2 separate regions of the Triticum aestivum genome follow, and region 1 is linked to region 2. Evidence: chromatin contacts called from public Hi-C data. All regions are on one chromosome and are shown on one strand. Each heading gives the region's core, a stretch centred on a gene start, on an enhancer-like site or on the middle of the called end of the contact. The rest is flanking DNA. Distances are from core to core; before and after follow the strand shown.

What was found. A called contact is a pair of places that touch in the nucleus more often than the background predicts.
Region 1: a contact with region 2 is called in a Hi-C map of leaf, with 5 times the contacts expected there. The contact joins the promoter of LOC123164999 here to the promoter of LOC123168161 in region 2. A contact is called at or near these places in 3 of 5 Hi-C or Micro-C datasets (all in leaf).

The regions. Positions count from the first base shown.
Region 1 is chr7D:366,336,023-366,340,620 of IWGSC CS RefSeq v2.1, forward strand. LOC123164999 reads left to right here and starts at 2,021. Exons shown (of 3, transcript XR_006482736.1): 1 at 2,021-3,043; 2 at 3,820-3,853; 3 at 3,944-4,598.
Region 2 is chr7D:365,549,334-365,553,911 of IWGSC CS RefSeq v2.1, forward strand. It overlaps LOC123168161 (protein TOPLESS-RELATED PROTEIN 2), which reads right to left and starts at 2,398. Exons shown (of 25, transcript XM_044586032.1): 1 at 677-2,398; 2 at 394-573; 3 at 191-304; 4 at 1-95. The coding sequence starts at 756.

The sequences.
Region 1 (4,598 bases), core at 771-3,270, 790 kb after region 2:
CCTCGCTTGCTAGATCAAGAAGGAGGAGACGTCACCGAGCCATATGTGTGCACATCTAAGAGATGCCGCTCGTGCGGTGCTTGGATCGGATTGGATCACGACGTAAGTACGACTATACCAACCATGATTATTAGATCGTTAACGCTTTCGGTCTACAAGTGTATGTAGACACATTCCCTTTCGTTGCTAGCATCTCCATAGAATAAATCTTGGGTGTTCCGTAACATTTTTCTCCATGCAACGTTCTCCATCACAAGGTCCAAAGTAAAATGAGAGAGAAACCTTATAAATGCTCTCACCGCCCATTGGCCACACTACATGTATATATTGGAGTAGCGTAAAATGAGTTGGTGGTGGATGACATTGCTAACTTTACCAACAAGCTAACCAACAAACTATTGAAGATGCCCTAAAATATGTTAGAACACTCTCTCATATTATTAATTACAGTGTTACGTCACATTTCTACTTAGATGACAACGCATGGTACTCTTAGGCTCTTTCTAGTTGTTCCAGGGTATACATGTGGTAAGAATACCGTATATGCAAAAAATAACATGGCAAAACAATTAAACAGGAGAGAGAGAGGGCACTATAATGACCCCAAAAAAATGATGCCAAACATGCGAACCTGGACAGAAGAATTGTGCGTGAAAAGTTTGACGGCTAAACAATTAAACAAAGGAAAGTTTAGACAATTATGCATGGAAAGTTTCCCTAATATGTGTTATAACGCTCTCTCATATTATTAATTAATGTACAGTGCTACATCACACTTCTACTTAGATGACAATGCATGGCACTTTTAGGCTCTTTCTAGTCATTTTAGTGTGTACATATGGTAAGAATACCATATAGGCTAAAAATGACATGGCAAAATAATTAAACAGGAGAGAGAGCACTATGATTACCCAGAAACAAATGATGCCAAACATGCTAACCTAGACAAAACAATTATGCACGAAAAGTTTGACCGCTAAACAATTAAACAAAGAAAGATTACAAAAATTACAATAATGGGTTATAAGCCTACTTACATGGCATTTTTGCCTATTCAAAGAAGAGAGGCAGTCAAAAAGAGGAAGTGAGCTCTTATACAATAGTCAATCTCTCTACACATGCTCCTAGGTAAGATGAGTTTAGCAAAACAGGAAAGAAAGTGGAAAATGTTCACTAATCGTAATAGACATATGAGTGAATAATATTGCTAGATCTTGATGTCATGTCAGTATTATACAGCCAGCGGCCGGCTCCAGGTGCTGACTATATTATTAATAATTGCTCTTAGAAGCTAAGCCTTTTTATGTTAGCACCTTACCTAAGCACTTTTCATAATTACATTGCATCGAAATAGGAATGACACCTCCACCGCGGGAGGTCCAGCCTGTAGCGGCAAAGAGTTAGGCACGAACGTGGTGTACCCATAGCTTAGCAGCGTGCCGCGTACCAGGGCACGGACCTGCCGCGGGAGCAGTGAACCGAATCACTTGTGACGCTGCACCCCATCCCCATCCCTTTCTCTCTCCTCCTTTTTCTTCCCACCCATCTCTCTCCATCGGTCGCTGTCACACACACTCTCTCTCGCGCGCGCAGAGCAGAGTATAGGCAGCAGGAGGAGAGAGCACGACGTGACAGGGCCGGACGTACACACCCGCGGAGTGACGGGACTGCCCCTGGGCCAACGAACTGCAAGGAGCGCAGGGGCAGAACCGTCCGCTCGCCCTGGGTGGGGCCGAGGAACGTGGGCCGAGAACGACGACGTCCTTTGCGTGGGGACCAACCACCACTCGCCCGGCCCGTCTCGTGCCCAGCGCCGCAGTCTCTCGCGATTTATCTCGTGTGGATTGTTTCGTGTCGGCAAGGCCAGAGGGCGTGGAGACTGGGAAGCGTGTCGTGGAGGGGGGGGGGGGGGGGGGGGGCGCGATATGTCGGGGAGTGAGTTGCTGCGTGGGGTGCTGCGAAAGGAGGGGTCTTTTTAAAGCCTGGAGCTGTACGCTTCTTTGCTGTCGCTGCAGGGAGAGGGAAGCTGTGGTTGAGAGAGCGTGGTATGGTATCCAGCTGCTAGTATAGGTAGATGGTGTCAAAAAGTTTCTGCCCTCCGTTGGCATCACCTGGACACCGCTCCCTCTCTAGCCGTTGGAGTGGCCGGCATAGCCCACACATCATGTTGTATACAGTTTTGTTTTCTTTTGTCGGAAGCATTTTTAGTAGTCTATACTACTATTAAACAAGCAAACATTTTCTTCTCTAAACACCCCCAGCTAATGTACACACAACAAATCAAAGCAATTATAGCCTCACGATCAGACTCACTTATTTAGATCTAACTGTTAACATAACAACTAACCTCGTCAACAGTACGTTTAGCAATTTTGAGGTGCGGACGAAAACTCTGCCATGAGCGAGCGGACGTTAAAAAAAAGGCTCGCTGGGCAACCACGTAATCCCACCCTCAATTAACGCTAACTTCCTATCTAATCTCACCCGAGCGAGCGGGACGGGGGGCATGCCCGGCGGGTAGTCCGCCTCAGAAGTCCACGCCACAGGGAGCGCAGGATAACCACAGTCGCCGTTGCCATGGCTGGCAAGAGCATCGAGGCTGCTTCCTCTCCGTTCAGGACGCTGGTCTGGCGTCGGGCCGGAACAAGGTGTCGTTCTTTCTGTGCCGCGCGCCGTCCGTTCTTGGCGCGAGAGGGCTACGCCGCCGTCGCAGTTGGCCGTGTTGACGGAGACAACGAGGGCGCCGCCAAGTCCATGCGCCGCCTCGGCCCCAGTAGCTTGGAGTCTAAAGGGATCGTGCCGTTCCATGGTGCAGACCCTGCGCCGTCGTCCTTGGCCGCGCGGGGCTGCAGATCGCACCGACGGCCAGAGGCGACCACCCGTGCGGCTGCGTTCAAAGGCGCTGTGCACAGGGAGATGGCCAGCCTCCCAGAGAGGAAGACACCGATCAGAATCGACATGATTTTCTTACCATGGTGTAATCTTGAGCACGCAAAGGCGCTGTGCACAGGAGATGGCTGGCCTCCCGGAGAGGATGACACTGGTAAGAATCGACATGATTTTCTTATACCTTATTCAAACCAAGACTCTTGTGCATCGATATTGCTTGATGGATTCATATCTTGTGTATTCATACCTAGACTGTACGTTCAGAACCTACAGTTGTTTGTTGAATCTTTTGACTCAGACATCAATAATGCTTGTTTGCCACACCAACGTGAGTTCCCGGATGACACCGAGTAGGATGCATAATTTCCATTGGTTTCATTGTGTTCTTTCCAAAGAAATCTGAACATTTTTAGCTGGTTCCTAACTTTCACGACATCCTTTTGTAAGGTACTGAACTACTTGCCATTAGCTGTTGGTGATGTGGATTCAAACAGTCCACAATTATTTTGCTGAGTTTGGATAAAATTGTACGTATGATTTGTATTTTTTTTATGTTTGTAATATGCTTGGGACAGTCCGTATTATTCACAACATGGCTTACATATGCAGGATTAGTGGCAATATTTTACTCTCAGAAAATAAATGTTTATTATTGGATAATGTACTTAGAATTATTTGCAACACGCCAATGCGGGCGAATAGTTTTGTACTATCAACTGCAACAAGATGTTCCGGGTATCTACATCCTCCCCTTCATTACTACTCCGTACTATATAGTCCTATCAATGGGAAAATGAAGTGCAGAAAAGTCTGCAACAAGATATACTCTGTTATCTACCTTGTTATTTCAGTAATTGAATTCACGGGCTAATGAAGTCTGATAATTTTTCTTGCGTGGACATCAAATCTTCACTTCGATTTTGACTACAGGACTGACGACTTAAAGACCATAACCCAAATTTAGGTTCGGTTTTGCTTTCTCAGTTCAATAGAGTGGCCCAAAGAACTGATTTTGAAATTTACACTACAACCTGAGCTCTAAGAGTGTTTGCAGGTCATTGTTCAGACTGCAACAGTTTCGACATCATTATCTGCAATTAGATTTGATTTGGTGTGTCGCGGGGAAGAGGAGGCAGCGGCGCCGGTACGTAGCAGACTGGACTGAAGGCGGAGCATCAGAGTACTCTGATCTACCAGAGTGTCCGATTGATGCTGCCCACTGCTCTTGATATATCAAGTAAACAGTTCGCTCGGAGTGATTTAAATTTAGTCTTCACGAACGGCGGCCCGGCCGTCCTCCCCAGGGCGGCTCGGGCGGCGACCCCTCCCCCGGCCGAAACCCCCCTCCCGCTACTCCCTCCCGCCGCCGCCAAAAGCTCCTGCCGGGCAAAGCCCGCTCAGATCTGGCGGCGGCGGGGCGTCATTCTTTGCGCAGAGCGCCCCACGAGCCGGGGAGCTCTGTGTGGCGCGGGCGGCGCGGCGTGACTCCGACGCGCGTCACTTCTTCGAGCGCGGTGGCCGGGGACGGTGGGGGTGGGTGCGCTTGCGGCTCCCTCCCGCTGGCCTCCCTCGAACCGGCGACTCCCCGCTGCGTTGGCGCCCGGTGCTTCGGGGGCGTCGGGGATCTGCTGGTTTTGGTTGGGGGTCCGGCGGAGGTGCTCTGTGAGGCGCGGGGTGGTGGTGCTCGCCCCTTGCCTGGGCGACGTGCC
Region 2 (4,578 bases), core at 1,148-3,647:
ACAGAGGGTTTGCCTCGATAAGCTTCTTAAGCTCCATGAGCATGATATTCCGGGCTGACTTTGTATCCCCGTATTTGGACAGCTGCTCATTTTGCCTGTTTGTGATTTAGACAGAATTACATCCACATTAGCACAATGCACAAGCATTCTGCTGTACGAAAATGCTCCAAACAAGAACTTAGCAGCACACCTAAAATTATCCAGAGTCAGCAGCTGCGTTATCTCCTTGAACAGCTCCTCGTTAAAGGAGGCAAACACCTTCAAATCCTTGACGAGTATCTCCACTGCCTTGGCCCGATCATGCCTGCAAAAGGCAAACTGAGTTGAGCGCCTGCAAATCGCTGTTGATCCTGAGCAAATGAGCAGGAGAGGAGAGGCTTCAATATGACTTACCTGTCGAGGGCTTCAAGGTACTTCTGCTTGCGGATCTCAAAGAATATCTTCATGGAGTAGCGGTTGTCCTCCACCTTGGTGAAGCCGCTGAGGTACCTCTCCACCTCGTCCCACTCCCCACCCTGGACCAGGTCCTCGAAGTGCTTCATGTTGAAGTAGAAGCCCGATTCCTGCTCCAACCTGCGCGACCAAAATGGACGGGGGGTTAAAAAAAACCAGCTTCAACAACTCCAGATAGCTCCAAAACTTTGTCTTGATCAACCAGACGAGACGAGACACTTACTTGTGCACCGTCTCCTTGAACTTTTCCTCGTCGAGGAACTGCAGGATGAGGAAGACCAGCTCCCTGCTGAGCGACGACATGGCTCCCCCGATCCCGCCCTGCGTCTCCAGCGCTCACGACGAGGGAGGACTCCCGCCTTGGCGGCAGATCCCCTCCCAAATCTCCGTAGAAACCAGCGCAGGGCCCCAACCGCCCCCCGAAAAAACCGCACCAAACACCCAACGAGCAGCTCAGAACCCTAGCAGGACGAAAACCCCGGAGACGAAACGGGCAGCGGGAGCGAGGTCACAGCCCAAGCGGACCCATCCCGGCGGGATCTCCCCCGATTCCGGCGGCCCGGCCGCGGATCTGCAGCTCCTGGCGCCGACCGGTGGTGCACGCGTGTCTCCTCCCTCAGCGGCGCAGCACGTAGACTAGGGTTTGGCCGCCGCCACCGCCGCCTGCTGCTTCCTTCTTCTCCCCTTGGCTCTAGCCGACGGACGGGTTTGCCTTTTCTTATCTCTCTCTCCCCACTTCGCTTTCTCTCTCCAAAACCAGTCTCTCTCTCTCTCTCTCTCTGGAGTAGGGAGTATTTATTTTTCTGGTCTGCTTTTGGTTTTTTGGGGCTGCGTTTTATAACCACCCCGCCCCGCCAGATTACACGAGAGCCCACGACCACGCACCTCTATTTACTTGGCAGCCACTGACGAGGACGGGCGGCAGGGGCAAACTGGGTAACTCCCATCGTGAGGTCCGCAGCCGCAGGTAGGGGGGTAAACTTCCGTTAACCATTTCTCGCATCCTTCCTCGTTTCTCCCTCTCACGCATCCGCGGTTTCGAAATTTGAACGGGGCTTGCCAGCCAGGGTTGAGGTAGCCGCGCCCGCTACAGGATACCCAACTTTTCAGGCGTCTACACTTTTGTATCTTTCTTACTTATAACCACAATAATTGATGGATAAGTTTCACCCACTAATATTAAAAAGATGTTATATTTAATCGATCACATCTCGTATATAGAGTGCATATCTGGTGATACGGTGCCTCATATGATCCCCTGATCCAGGACAAGGTGGGGCGTTCGATCTAGACTGAAGGTCCAGGATTTAGTAGGCTCAGCTTGCATTGGAAACTATGCAAAAGGCACCCTAGATTATTCCATAATACATTGACGAACTGCATATCCCTTCGTTTTGTTCATCTCGTCTTCTTCTTCTTTTGGGTACGACTAGTTTCCCCGCCGCCGCCTAGATCATGCCTACCGCAGCCACCATGGCGCATGCCCCATCCACTCAATATCTTATTTTTTGCAGAATCAGAAGAATGCTTGCTGCAATTACGACGAAGTTCTTTGTTTGGTCACCGGTTACAACATCTTGCTAAATTAGTTCTGGCATCTAATCATGAAATATAGCAGTGTTACAGTGTTGACTGTTGCTTCCTATCCTAACATGTCTAGCTGAACTCTATATACACACAATCTGTCTTATGAAGTGTCATAGGATTTTTCTTACATACAATAGCTAAAGAACCACATCTTCAGCCTAGCGTAAGTGAGCATTCAGACTTTTACTGGGTTATGTCTTATAGATTGAGTGATTGACTAAAAGCCATGCCAAATGAGGCTCAATAATGTTTGACTAACAAAAATCTCAGTTAAGCTCTATGTCAGGCTGTGACCACCGGGTACTAGAAATCTATGTAGTTTTTCTCACTTCACAACAGTTGGATTTAGAGAAGTTCGGCGGATCTAACTTAGTTTTTCACATTGTATTAAACAGACTGACTGGCCATTTATGTTCTTCTGAAGTTTTATGGTGCATCAGCTTCCACACCAAAAAATCTTTGGGAACAACTATGTATTTGACCTGGCTTGTGTAATTATTTTCCTGCTTTTTCATCATGACTATTTTTCTTCAGTGAAAAGATGTAGTATCTTCTTTGACGTTTAATAAAAAATATTATGGGTAAAATAAGATGTCAGCGATGTTTAGATTCCTAACAAGAGAACAATGACTTGGAGGGTGAGTAACAAACTTTTTGTACTTGGCACATTGAACTCGGTACATGTGCAGTTGTCGATTGGTACTCTGTTAGTTGGTCTACGAATCTGGATGTAATTTTTATTATTTCTAGTGTTCGTTATACTACCATGTTTGAAGATGAATATATTGGAAGTTTTTCGCAAAAAAAACTATATAGCAAATTTGTAATACTGGCGTGCAAGTTCTTGCTATTTAAATTTATATATCATTGTTACATGTAGCGTATGCATGTTGTGGGTAATTGCCGGCATTTTCAAGCTTCACTATTTTCGGCATGTTCCAGTAGTGTTACTAGGTATCAAAATATAGATGGTGCGACAGATATGCAAGTTATTTGGCATCAAAAAAGTGTTTACATATTTTCCATTTAATGTTGCACTGTTTTTTCGAAAGGCTCGTTTAGATTCTAATTCTTGATTTTATCATGTAAATGTGCATTTGTGCCCACCATTGGATGCAGTACAATGAGAATAAGGACTCATGAAAGTGATGTGTATTGAAGTTGTTCCATTTAGCTATGTAATTTTCTAAACTAAATGGTAGTTCTGTAAATATAAATATTGAGGTCGTGCTAATTCCAAGACAAAGATGGCAGTAAATGGTGCACCGTTTTTTTTGGAAGTGCTTCTGTGATCTTTTGATGCAAATGAATGGAAAATGGGTTCTTGATGCAACCTAAAAAAATTATTCCGTACTAGAAGTGCTTTTTTTAAGTGCTTCTGTTCCAGTAATCATAGGGCATTGCATTCTGTACTAGAAATGTTGGTGGCAACCTGAAGGCTACAAGATGGCAGTGTTTCATTTTTGGGGCGATGTGCACCCTCTTAGGCCATTTTTGTGAAGACATGTTACTTTCAGGGGCAAAACGCAAAATGTTCCAAGAGGCCATATGTAAATGCACTAGCACTTGATCCTACCCCTTTATCTGAGATCTGAAGCATCATGCAGCCCCGGAGCAGCGTATCATCCAATAGACCGGAGCACTGGATATTTTCCCCTCGTATATATCATTTCATCTCTGTTTGATCCGCGAGGCCAAAAATCATGGCCGAGCACGGCGCCCCAAACGCAAAATATGTTCGTCTCATGTTTGTATGGACACACATTTCTGCCGTAAATTTAAGTCAAATTTGCGTTCATGCGGACACGAGTCGGACGTGTTGCGCATCCTCTCGGTGTCCGCCTCAAGCATGCGCATCAGCCGCCCAATCACCACCACCGGTCCCATTTAATCCAGGTGTGTGGGAGGTTCCCCCATGTCAGCCACCCAGCCCCCCTCCATCTGGTTCTTTTTAATGCCACACATGCTAGTGGAGGGTCTGAAGGAAATATGCCCTAGAGGCAATAATAAAGTTATTATTTATTTCCTTATATCATGATAAATATTTATTATTCATGCTAGAATTGTATTAACCGGAAACATAATACTTATGTGAATACATAGACAAACAGAGTGTCACTAGTATGCCTCTACCTGACTAGCTCGTTGATCAAAGATGGTTATGTTTCCTAGCCATTGACATGAGTTGTCATTTGATTAACGAGATCACATCATTAGGAGAATGATGTGATTGACTTGACCCATTCCGTTAGCTTAGCACACGATCGTTTAGTATTCTGCTATTGCTTTCTTCATGACTTATATAAAATAATCCGTAGCTCGGATGAAAATGTTTTCTATATGAAAGTTGCTCAGAAAAATCCAACGAATCCGAATACATGGTCCGTTCATCTGTCACTTGCCCCTAGCATGCTGAACATGGAACCGTCCCCTCTCTTTTCATCTGTCCAGGAAACGCCAGACGTCGGGAACACTCCTTCGGATGTTTCCCCTCTCCGCCTTCAACGTGTAGTATCGCGTTAGTTCACCTCTAGCACC